Regions from separate parts of the Mus musculus genome. Here region 2 is linked to region 1. The links are chromatin contacts, called in public Hi-C maps. All regions are on one chromosome and are shown on one strand. The core of a region is the stretch at or near the end of the contact, and the rest is flanking DNA. Distances in the headings are between cores, read along the strand shown. Region 1 overlaps A1cf (APOBEC1 complementation factor). Region 2 has its middle 11 kb from the start of Gm36419.

What was found. A called contact is a pair of places that touch in the nucleus more often than the background predicts.
Region 2: a contact with region 1 is called in a Hi-C map of bone marrow-derived macrophages, with 10 read pairs.

Annotation. Positions count from the first base shown.
Region 1 is chr19:31,909,100-31,915,790 of GRCm38.p6, reverse strand. It overlaps A1cf (APOBEC1 complementation factor), which reads right to left. Exons shown (of 12, transcript NM_001081074.2): 4 at 4,555-4,685. It also overlaps the pseudogene Gm19241. Among named protein-coding and RNA genes, the nearest start is that of A1cf, 44 kb to the right of the region's middle.
Region 2 is chr19:32,529,185-32,535,812 of GRCm38.p6, reverse strand. No RefSeq gene overlaps it. Among named protein-coding and RNA genes, the nearest start is that of Gm36419, 11 kb to the left of the region's middle.

The DNA of each region.
Region 1 (6,691 bases), core at 3,926-6,425:
CCTGAAATTAGAGTTACAGACAGTTACTACTCTCCATGAGGATGATGGGAACTGAACCCAGTCCAGTCTTCTGCAAGCGCTTCAGGTGCTCTTAACCATTGAATTATCTCTCCAGCCCCCTGTATGTTTTCATTTGTGATTTCATTATTATACAGTGATTTTTTTTTGTTATACACAATACAAGTATTTTAATTTTCAAAGCATCAACTCAGATCAAGCATTATCTACTGATTAATAAAAAAATGCTATTACCATTTAGAAACAATATTCTTTTTAAAAAATTTACTTTTTAAAATTTTGTGTGTTGGGTGGGGAAATGTATTTGAGAGCAGGTACATAAGGAAGCCATGGGGTCAGATCCCCTCAGTTAAAGGTTATTTATTGTGAGGCAATCTACACAGATACTGGGAACCAAACTGACAGATACAGGTTGTCGGCAAGAGAGCCATACTGGTTCTTCATAGTGGTTCATATAGCAGACACATTGCTCCAGTTCCATAATTACATATTTACCCAACAATGACCATACATAGGGTGAGAATAAATTTAGTAATGTCATGCCAACTTTACTAACTATAAAGATTCCCTCCCCTGCAAGTAGAGTCTCAATACACAGTTCAGGGTGGCCCTAACTTAGAGATCCTGCTGCCTCAGGCTCTGGAGTGCTAAGGTTACAGGGACATATCACTTTGTAGAGCTAGAAAATATTAGTAATATCCACTGACAATGTGCCAACTCATAAACACTGAGTACCAGTTGTTCATTAGTAAACTGAATTGTTTTCTCTTATGTGAAATGATTTTGCCTGATGTTTTTCTTTAAATCCAAACTAGGACTAAGTAACTTTTCTCCTAAAAATTAAATTGCTCTTTCACAAATTGCATTGTCTGATTTTCTTATCAGCCTGCTTTAAGGATATCCAGGTGTTCAATATACTCACTCGAAGTTTTTGGCCCACCCCAAATGATTGTTTAACCCAAATATCTGAGCAGCAAACTGAGCTGATCCTTCTGGGGAAAGTATAGTTGAACAGCCAAGACCACTGGGCAGTCGAAGAGATGACCACGCATCCTGAGCGCCCCAGTCTGGTGTGATCGGGGGACAGCTGATAACCGGATATGCAGTATTACCAGACATCACTGGGCCTAGACCATTGCTTCTGCCTGCCACTGCTACAAATGCAGCAGGTACACCATCCCCTTCACATTGTGTTTCAACCCTCAACGTTTCATCTGGTCCTTTATGAGAGGATGTTACATGGAATCCCAAAATTTCCACAAGCCTTCTTAATTTTTTTCACAGTGACCAAGGTCAGAGGTGGAGCCCATCAGCACTACCACCCTGCACTGACTGTCTGACTTGAGAAGTAACTCCACTCAGTCTGCAACCCACTCAAAGTTTTTCTTTACCATCTGGAGTCCTTCCGGAGTTACTTCTTTGAGATCAATGTTAAGACTGTTTGTCTTTCTGCTGGCTCCGATCTCCTGATGGCCATAGCCTCTAGGAATCATGACCAATGACATCAGCAAGAACAATCTTTTTGGTGGTTACATGTGGTTACATCAACACCAAATTCAATCTTCATATCTTCAGCGCACAGTTCTGGGGCAGCCAGGACTTCCCCAGAATTTCAAAAATAGCTTGTGTGTCACGACTCATGATGCCCACGTCAGTCTTCCCTATAACAAGGCCAGCAAAACACAATTTTGCATGAGCTGCTCCTCAGAACACTGTGGGTCATTATTGGCATCATCCTTGAAGAACATCTCTTTGGATGGATAGAACTTGTACCCCTCCTGTACACCAGGGTTCCTTTTGAGGAAAGATCCAGTTGCTATTCTTCAGCATACCCATTCAATGGGAATCATTTCACACTGGGGTGCAATGAAAGCAGCAGTCTCCCCACATTTCTTGGTGAAAGCAGTTTTTATACCAGCTTCCTGTAACAACTGAAATATGCCTCTGGTGATCTTATTGGCGACGGCAGCTTTGCCTTCCGGGTGGTTCTTTCTAGCTGCATTCCCTGCTGTGATCTGGTCCTTGGACTGCAGGAGGACTCTGCTTGGGTTATCTAACAATTCATAGACTTCTTTTGTTTTACCCTCATAGAGTTTCTTCCCCATGTTCAGTACTTCAGCTGTCACCATTATCCTTAGGTGAACTAGAGGAGCAGACCACGCGGGGGAAAAAGGGGCAGCCCTTGGGTTGGCTGTGCTTGGGGTTGGAGTCGCGTCCCCAGGTTTCCCGCCACACAGGCTCGCTGACGCGACCCCACTTCCCTAAAGTGATTTTTATAAAGCAAGTTAAATGACAGTTTTGCAAAGCCTTTTCTGAATTTGTCGGTGTATATTATTTTTGTATGATATTTACAGAATCTCTGTGTGATATGATCAAGTACAAGGATAAAAGCGATGTTCTAAGAAGTCAAAGGCTTTACCAAAGGGGAAAATGCCCCCAGGTCTCCTGATTGGGATATCCAGTTTTCTGCATACCACACAGATTTTTTTTAGTTCCACAGAGGAGAGGAGGCCTACTTGTGCTTTCTCTCAAACTGTTCTAGAATCCAGCCTTGGAACTGACCAGCTTAGGCAGTTAAAGGTTGCCACACCCAGTCATTCTACATGTAGCTAAAGAGTTGAAGAAAACTGAGCTAGCTGTTAATTCCTTCCCAGGACATGAAGATGCATTGTGAGGCAATGTACTTTCATATAAGAAGTAGGGAAATACTAGAGAGGAGGCCACTCTGTCTGTGGCCATCCAAGTTAAGATTCCAGGAATTTTAAGGTTTGTCCACATTACAGAAAAGGGATTAATATGGAAACTGAATCTTGGAGTTGAACTGTTATAAGTTTTATCATCTGATGGCTACTATGTCCTAAATAGTGCACTAAGTTTTCAAAACTCTTTGACTTATCTTTACAATCAAATCTGGGAAATGGATATAATCTCCACTTTATAGATGAGAGTTGGGGCTGGAAAGATGGGTCAATAGTTGAAGCTCGTACTGCTCTTGCAAAGGACCCAATTTGGCTCCCAGCATCCATGTAGGGCAGCTCAAAACCACCTGCTATGTCCAGACACAGGAGATCAGGGATCCTTTTCTGGACTATGCAGGTACATATGTACATGCGCACACATGCACACTCAGCGCACATATACATACTCATACATAAAGAAATGAAATTGAGACACAAAGAAGCAACTACTTGCTGGCCCTTGAGTGAAGCTTGGCTGGCCCAAAGACTTAGCTGTTGCATGGCTGTTCCTCGCCCTCCCAGGTGGTCCAGGGTCTCTTTAAGAAAGGATTTATTACAGGTTTTATCCCTGGTGGTGTTTTCTTGTTTGTTTGTTTTTAAAGAAAAATGGTCTTATAGAAACAGATTATTGGTTATACATCATCGGTCATGCCCTCCTGTGGTCTCATGGTTTACAATGCTGCAGAATGCTATAACTGTGACCCTCCTCCTGCCTCTACTCTCATACAGTTGCACTGTATCTTGCCTGAGGTGTCTGATGTGCATCTTTAAGGTCAAATACCTCAACGAGGACACTTCGCACGCTTCCTTCTCTCCCCTAGTCTCTCTTTCCCAATGGAATAGCCTCTTTCACAGATGCTTGGAATCAAATCCCATGTTATTTGCCCAAATTCTGAATGTGATATGGAGTCATCCTGTTCGCCCCTCCCCTGCCTTCAGGATATCTAGTTCTTAATCCTTTTTGTCCCATTTGCTTGTGGTCACTCACTGAGTCACTGTCATTCCTTGTCTGGATCTAGAATGTGCCTCAGCCTTTGACACAGTTTCCCTCTTTCGGGTCCTGCTCTACTGTAGTTGGCTGTGTAGCCAGCAGCTGTAACCATGCTTTAAAATCATAAAGCCACTTAAAATTCTCCTCCAGTTCCAGGTCTTTATGTAAATGAGATCAGATTCTCCAGCAGGGACCAATGTTCTCCAACTGTCCCACCTTTAACCATTTTTTTTTCTTTTCCCCCTCCTGGATTTTTCTTCTTGTCTTTCAAACACATCACACATCAATTTTGTTTCAATTTTAGGATTTTTGTACTTGCCATTTGCTGCTTTCTCTTTTCTTTGAATAACCTTGTTTAGGGTCTGACTGTCTTGACTGAATTTTTCATCTAAACATCAGATCAAATTTGCCTTTTTCATAGAGTATTTTCTTAAAACCAACAAATTCAAGTAGCATTCTCTCCGCACAATCTTACCCCTCCTCGGTTTTATGTTTGCGAGTTATTTATTTAATCTTTTGTATTTGTGTTCTATGGGAACAGAGGATATCTTGATATATTTCTAATATCTGGAAGAGTATTCAGAACGTATTAATGAAATTAGTTAATTAATAAATTTTGTCTCTGTGGGTTTTATGGCTCATTCAGTAATGAGATTAAATAAATGTTTAACCAGACCGTTTTTAACGAAGAAAGATGTAGCATTTTATTCCTAGTTTAGCTAGCTTACACATGTATGCTATCTTGATATGAAGCAGGTGCAGGTGAAGCTTTAGGATCAGCTTGTGTCAAGCAGATCAGGAACTTACCGAATTTCATAATTATTAAGTTGCTTGATTGCATTCTTGGCTTCCTGCTTATTTGAGAATGTTACAAATGCATAGCCTCTGTTGTTACCATTAAAATCCATCATCAATCTCATTTCATAAATTTTACCAATCTGTAATGAATAGAAACAGAACATTCTTATTTACATATTTATTCTCCCAAATGTGCGTAAACACATGCACCACACACACACACACACACACACACACACACACACACATACACAGAAACACACACCGAAACACACACACACAGAAACACACTCCATACTTGCCAAACTGCCTCCTGCCATGTTTGGCATTTGTATCCATGGGGAATGGTTTGCATACTTTTATGCTGGCTTTAGATTAATTATCTAACTCATGGGAAAAGCCGAGTTAAATAAAGAAAATATAGACAAATGGCATTTCAGCCTCAGCTAACAGAATGTACTTTTGGCAGAGCAAATGACCTTTGTCATACAAGTATCTGGAAATTTATGTAATGTCTTGGGGACCCAAAAATGCATTTGTCACCGGAAGCACAGTTTCCTGGTAGATTTGCCCATGCCTTCTGAGTTGTTCTCTAACGTCTCCATGCTTCGACCTTTACTTGGCTATGCTCTGTCACTGACATTTATAACAGGAAACGAGGGTACTCGTTTTGGGACCTTGCTAACCTAACTTCCTGGCTGTACTTTCCCCACTGCGATGATGTCAGAATGCATACAGTGTATTTCATAGGTGGCCTGGGGAGCACTCTTATTTGAGCAGTTTCTAGGATGAAAAGGAATGCTAGCCTCAATACAACTGATAGAGGATCAGAACCTCATAGAAAAGGGGACTCGTTCTCCAGCTATCCTGCTTGCCCTTACTCTAGGAGTGCTAGCAGCTGGTAGAGGATTGGAACCACAGAGGAAAGGATACTTGTTCTCCATCTACCCTGCTTGCCCTTACTCTTCCTCTATACTCCCAACTATCCTGAGTAATACAGGCTAAGCAGTTTATTGCCCCTAGCTTTTGTAAGCAGGGTGGTCCAAATGTAAACAATAGGCATATGGGAAGAGATGCCATTAAGCCTGCACAATACTTCAGTGCTTGGCTGCTTTCTGTGTAGCCTTTCTCTACTGAACTCCAAAGGACTCATTGAGAAGGATTCGTTTCTTCTTCCTGTAAGATGAGCACAGTTTTTACCTGTTTTTCCGGAGTTTTAGTATGACAGCTAGGATTCTGTGTATAAAACCAGGGGTTCCGGTTCTGAGACTACACATGCTGACAATTGATTTTTTTTTTTTTAATCATGTAGGGGAAGAGCCAAATCCTCATATTAAGTGTTTGGGCTGAAAATATGCACCTGGTAAAGTATTGGAAGTAGGGAAATATATTCCTTAGTAATCATTTAAGGACATTGAGTAACCTTGCTCTTAAGGACATTGAGTAACATGTTTTTAATCTGTTCATTGCATTAATAAGATAATCAATTCTACTTGCAGAAGAAACTTTTATGTCTGTATACAGATACATATTTAAGCCATGACAAGCATACATTAATTTTTATATGAAATACTGTTCTTTATAAAGTCGTGGTAAGATGTCAAATTGGAGCAATATCTTGTTGTTGGCAGAATGCTACTCTGCTTTGTATTGTTAGATACATTGAATTTGCAGTGGTTCAGCTGCCAGCCCTGAGATTGGAGGAAGAGATATGAATTTGAAAGTTGTCAGCGGTGGTTATTCAATTCATCAGCTCAACAGGACAAAGAGCTGGGCAAAGAGGTGCTAATATAAGGGGACAGTCATTGATGTCAGGGAAGATTTTAACACTGTCCATACTTGATGTGTGGACTTAGGAGAGAACCATCAAACTGGGCACTGGAGAGATGGCACACTGGGCAAAGTGCTTGCCTTACAAACAGGAGGATGTATGTAAAGCCAGTTGCAGTAGCACACATCTGCAATCCCAGGGCTTCTACAGAGAGCCAGGATGCCGAGACGGGAGAAATCTGGAAGTCAGCTAGCCTTGCATGTACAGCAGTGAACGATAAGAAACCCCCGACTCAAACATAAGAGAAAGTGATGGCAGATACTGGGTGCTGTCCTCTGGCCTCTGCACATGTGCATGAGGTTTGCATCCACACTC
Region 2 (6,628 bases), core at 2,108-4,607, 620 kb before region 1:
GATGGTATATTTATTTGTGTGTGTGTATATATGTCTGCTTGTATGTGTTTGTATGTGTGCTTGTGTGTATATGTGTGTTTGTATGTATATGTGTGTGTCTATGTATGTGGGTATATGTGTGTATCTGCCTGTGTATATATGTGTGTAAATGTGTGTATGTATTTTTGTACATGTCTGTGTGTGTTTATGTGTGTATGTGTGTTTGTATGTATATGTATGTATGTATACATGTGTGTGTGCTTGTGTGTATATGTATGTGGGTATGTGTGTATCTGCCTGTGTATATATGTGTGTATGTATATTTGTACATGTCTGTGTGTGTTTGTATGTATGGGTGTTTATGAGTTTGTGTGTGTAGGTGTTTATGAGTGTATGTTTGGGTGTGTATATGTGTGTGCTTCTGTGTATATGTATTTGTGTGTTTGTGTGTATGGGTGTTTATGAGTGTATGTTTGTGTGTGTATATGTGTGTGCTTCTGTGTATATGTGTGTATTTGTGTGTTTGTGTGTATGGGTGTTTATGAGTATATGTTTGGGTGTGTATATGTGTGTGCTTCTGTGTATATATGTGTGTGCTTCTGTGTGTATATGATTGTTGCTTTCCTTTTCTAAAGCTGCAGTGTTCTGTACAGACAGAAAATAAAGTGCATGGCTGATAAACATTGATCAGGTCCTTACTGAGTGCCAGGCAAAAAGCTGGCTGATGGGTGTTGAAAGCACAATAGCTCCTGCACCTCTGGACTGTAGGCAGACAGAGCAGAAATAGTCAATAAATCCACTTTAAGCCTTCAGAAAGGACAGAGGCTGAGGTAGAGCAGCTGAAGAAGTGCTCTTTGGTAGGCTGACTAAGAAAGCTCTCCCAGAGATGCTGCTTATACTGATTTGCAGAATAAAAAATGGGTCTGAGTCTGGCTAGATCTACACTTTTAAGGGCTACTGAAAGTCTGAGTAGAATTACCACGGAGCGCAGTGCCTGGTTCCCAGTAAATGCCGGTGCATTGGTGATAAGGAAGAGGACCATGATTTCCTGCTCAGCCAGATCTTTTCAGGCCCATATTAGGCTGAGTTTCATCAAACCTCTCATGGTGAGCCCAGCCCACTCTGATTCATTCATTTACAAATGACAAATGGACCCTCCTGTTTGCCAGGTATCGGGGATGCTGTGGTGTAACCAACCTACCTCCATGGAACATGGTCCAGGAAGTGAGGCCATAGTAGCAAGCACATGTTACTTACTGCTTCTTCTCTGGTCGGGAGGGGACCCATCCTTCTCTGATCTTCTCTCCAATCTCAGGCACTGACTAAAGCTGCTGGACTGACTTGTAGCAAAATGAACCTGTAGCATCTACCATCAGCCAAGGAATTGAGAGCTGGCTGTGCTATCAGCCAACAACTATATGTTTTCAGTCTGCTGAAAATTTCTAGGTTCGTGCCATATTTTGGATCCTGCTGCCGTGACCTAGTTCTTACAAATGTGACCTGACCTGTTTTTGTTGTTGTTGGTGCTACCAACCAACTTGAAGAAAATTCTTTTTAAGATAATATGCTCCTTATTCTTGGAGAAACTTTTGAAATTCTTACACTAATAGGTACCCTTTACATAAGTCCCTTTTATATACACGTTGTGCAAAGTCTGTTCTTTTGTTGAAAACTCTTTTTTACTTCCTAGTATGAGAATACTGATCATACCAACTTAAGACAGGGTTCGCTTATTGTTATCTAGACAAGTACTACAAGGTACCAGTTAGGTTTGAATTTCAGATAAATAAGAAATAATTATTTGGTAAAGCTACCATGTATTTAGGTCACACTTATGCTTAAAGATTATTTCCTAATAATAAAATTTAAATGGGTGTCTTGTGTTTTAGTTCCTAACCCTGACTCTTACTTGTAATAGGTGTTTACTTGGTGTGTCTTTTGTTTCTCATAGAAAGCTGTACAAAATATTCATTATGTCCTTTTAAAGAGTTATTTATATATGTATGTATGTATGTATGTATGTATGTATGTATTTAAGTACACTGTCGCTGTCTTCAGAACACACCAGAAGAGGGCATCAGATCCCATTACAGATGGTTGTGAGCCACCATGTGGTTGCTGGGAATTGAACTCAGAACCTCTGGAAGAGCAGTCAATCAGTGCTCTTAAACACCGAGCCATCTCTCCAGCCCTGCTTCCTCTTTTTAAAAAAAGATTTATTTATTTTATTTATATGAATACACTGTGGCAATGATGTCAAGGATAGATAACTGCTATGCAGTAGAATCAGGAGTCAGAGTGGTCCAACTACAAAAGCAACTGTTTTTATACTTTTTATACATTTTTTGTTCACAAAACACAGCTCTTTGCCCTGCTGAAACTCAGCACCACATGCTATTCTCTCCTGGTGACTGACACCTGACCTTTATAGCTCTCTCCTGGTGACCAACTCTTGACCTTTGTAGCTAAGCCCACCAGGTGCCCTGTGAAGTGTGCACTGACCACCCCAAGGAGAAAGTTCTCTAAACGCCATCATTACCGCAGCATTTGCACAGCATAGCAATCATCTTCCAAGGTGTCTGTGTCTCTGGAAGGCCATGGGCATTCTGAAAAAGGACCCATCTCCTAGGTTTCCAGTGCCTAATATGGACGAGTTCATTGAGGAATGAGCTCTTGGCATCAGATGCTAAATCAGGTAGGGGTGTACTGACTAGGGACAGTGGTTTTCTGTCTATGAAGAACATCCTTAGAGAGCAGGTATTAAAAACTGGCCTTGCTCACAGAAACCATAATCCTTCCATTATTGAATTTGGGAACGACTTTATGAATTGCATTTTGGTTGCTATTTTTCTGTGACCTTTGACACAGTTGTAACTTGTACTATTGCATCATTACCTTGAACGAAGCATCTGAAGATGAATCAGCCTTAGTTCACATTCATAAATAACCGAAGGCAAGGATGAAGAAATGAAGAAGCCTGAGCTGTGGCTCAGTAAACTTTGAACAAGCCATTTTTAAAAGTCAATTTCATGTGGAAGTACAGTAACTCTAACTGCTAAAGATACACGTGCTCTGCCCACAAGGATACTACTCTTTTTTTGACTTTATTCCAAAAAGTTAAAAAGGTCATCTCAAAGTTACTTGTAATTATAATGAATACAGGACTTCTCTCATCTTCTCTCATTTATGGACGGACAGACCTAATTGGCTAATTAAAAAGAGATACGGGACTCTTGTCCCTTGGCTGAACTGCTTATCATTCTGGACTGAGACTTATTTTTAGGCAGTAAAGCATTTGTTTGCTAAGGAAAGGAACACTCCATTCTCTCTGGCTGTCCTTTGACTTATGTTCTTTGGCTTTCCTTTTGAAACCTTGCAGATAAAAACAATTATTAAGCCAACACCCATTCCAAAAGGAAACATAACATGCCACAAGAGATGGCCATTTGTGCTGATCAATAAGTGGTTTAGGAATGATTAAAAACAGTGCCGGATTTAGATGATTTCTATTGGCACAGACGATGGCTAAACCCAGTGGCCCTGCTCTCTCCTAAGGTAAAATGCAGAGTGCAAACCTACACAGCGGCATACCCAATGTATCCTGTCACATCTGAGAAATGACTGTTGCAGTTTGCTGTGTCACTGAACCCCATGCAAAGCTTGGGGGTCAAACAGAAGTCTATCAGTAGAATACCAAACATCAAGCCTCCAGCATGGTTCTGCTCTCTGATTCAGAGGGATGTCTTTCCATCCCAGAAGCAGGCAGACTGGCCGCAGAATGCACACAAGTGCCGGCTGGAGGGATATGCAATGCTTGAAAACGGGCTCCAGCCAGACGGCTGTGATCTGTCTCCTACACCTGACCTTTCTTGATTCCAGACAAGGTCCTTCTCACTCAGCCCCTTTTTCCTCAGCTATAAATGCAAATGACAGGAGTGTGTCTACCTCATAGACTACGGTGAGGACTGATGGGACTGTAGAAGAACAGGTCAGCCTATGTACGGACCTGCACACAGGAGGCACCCAGTGCACTGGCCCCTCTTGCTTTCTTCTTTGCTTCTCAGTGCTACATAGATGATCAGTAAGTTAATATGTACACAGAGAGCATTTTAGCTTCTGACCACGGCTTTTCCACTGACAGATTTCCATGAATAATTGAAGTCCTATTAAAAAGGAACAGAGATGGGGGCTGGAGAGATGGCTCAGTGGTTAAGAGCACTGACTGCTCTTCCAAAGGTCCTGAGTTCAATTCCCAGCAAACCATATGGTGGCTCATAGCCATCTGTAATGAGATCTGATGTCCTCTTCTGGTGTGTCTGAAGACAGCTACAGTGTATTTACATATAATAAATAAATCTTAAAAAAAAAAAAGGAACAGAGATGAGTAGACAAAAAAAAAATGGATGACAAGAACTCGAGACTTCAAATGCTTCTGTCTTCTTCTTCCAGTTGTTTTGGACGCCTTCTAACTTGACACTGTTGAGGGAGATAGCAGCAGCAGCAGCAGCACAAAGACCAGGCAATGTCTGCTGGGAGACTGTGACCCCCCTCCTCCCCCCCAGCTTCTGCCAGCCTGAGGATCTGGGCTGGCCATGTAGAAGACCTCTTCCCCTTGCGTCCTTTCTCTAGCTCCTCCCTTGGAGACCCTGTGCTCAGTCCAATGGTTGGCTACAAGCATCTACCTCTGTATTTGTCAGTCAAGGAGCCGAAGGAGTTTGCAGTCCCCTAGGAGGAACAACAATATGAACCAACCAGTACCCCCAGAGCTCCCAGGGACTAAACCACCAACCAAAGAGTATACATGAAGGGACCCATGGCTCCAGCTGCATAGGCAGCAGAGGATGGCCTTGTTGGATATCAATGGGAGGAGAGGCCCTTGGGCCTGTGAAGGCTCTATGCCCCAGTGTAGGGGAATGTCAGGACCAGGAAGCAGTAGTGGGTGGGTTGGTGAGCAGGGGGAGGGGAGAGGGGATAAGGGGTTTTCGGAGGGGAAACCAGAAAAGGGGATAACATTTGAAATGTAAAAAAAGAAAATATAATAATAATAATAATAATAATAAAAAGACCTCTTCTCACGTGGATAAATGCAGGCCTGGGGCTGGATCATCAGCTTCAGCCTTTTGAAGCCACACCTGTTGGTTTGATAATTTTAACAGGAAAAAAAAAAAAAGAAGAACAAAGGTATGTAGGGAACGAGGGAAGGAGGGAACACTATAAATATATTGACGAACCAACTTATTCCAGGCAACATGTGGGCCTCACTTGGCACTCAGCTGGCACAAGCATTCTCTGGAGATGAATGTTCGAGCAAGCCACAGGACTGTTAGTCCTAAAGACAGAACCAAGAACAGCCACTTTGTGTGGGTGCCGAAATGTAACTCATCCAATTCACCCAGCACATACATCTCCTTGAGCGTCTGTTACGTGACAGGCCCTTGCACATGTGGAAAGCCTACTCAACTTTAAAGGCAAATTCCCAGAATTCAAGCCTGTAGTTGGTGGTGAGCCCCTCAGATGAGCCCCGTCCTCTGCCAGGACTCCAGCTTTCTCTTCTTCAGTTCCTGGCTTTGAACCTGGCCCTCCCTGTTTTCTTTGAGGGACGGTGAGAACTGAAGCCAGGAGAGAAAGCTGTGCTTGGTGTGGCTGGTTGTCCAGTGGCAGCCAGAAGGAGGGAGCTGACCTCCGCTGCCCAGGCCTCTGAACTGGGTCGGAAAGCAGTGATTTTGCTGGTTGAGGCCACTACAGCACAACTTCGGCTTTCTAAAGTCCAAGTTCCTGACATTCGGCTGTCATTTGGCCCAGGTTTAAAGAAAAAATAAGAAAGGAAGGAATGAAGGAAGGAACAAAGGAAAGGAAGGAAGAAAATTAGAAGCTAATACCAACTAGGAAATAAAAAAACAAGCCGTTTGCACACAACACTCAGGAGTGAGGTAGCCAGCACCTGTGCGCTCTGCTGTGGGACATGACGAGCTGCCTCCCTTGAGAAACAGGAATGTGTTCAGCATAGGATTATCCAGATTCATAACAATCCACTCTGCCAGGAGCCAGGTGGAGGCCTAGGTGCAGACAAAAGGAACGCACCAGACATTTCTTTCCAAACCAACTAGGGTTACCTGTTGTGCAAACATAGAACCCACAACTGGGGGGCCAAAGGCATGGTGCGCAGAGGGCTTCTGAGTCATACAAGAGCCCAACCTTGAGTTGTCCCTTTAAATTCCTACCCAGCCACTCCCGACAATCTTGAAAACTTAAATCCGATTATAACGACAGGCATGCATTTCTTTGGAGCTTGAAATTGAACCAGTTCAATCATCGGGATCTTTTGTGTTCAAACACAAAGGCCAGAATTCAAAGAGGAAAACACATATAGATTTCACAATCCAAGGGTGTGTGTGTGTGTGTGTGTGTGTGTGTGCATGCGTGCATGTATGTGTGTTCAAGTCACACGTCTTGTTTCAGGGAACACATGGGACCAATATTCTCCCTTTTGTTCATGCCTGGTGTTTTCAGCAAGACTGTGCACTGGTCCTTAGCATGTCATAGCTGAAGCCTGATTTTTTTTTTTTAAATTGACTGAAAAAAATAGATCCCACAACTCAACACTTTCTTAAAAGCTTCATGTTTCCTGGATTTTAAAAAGTTATTTATT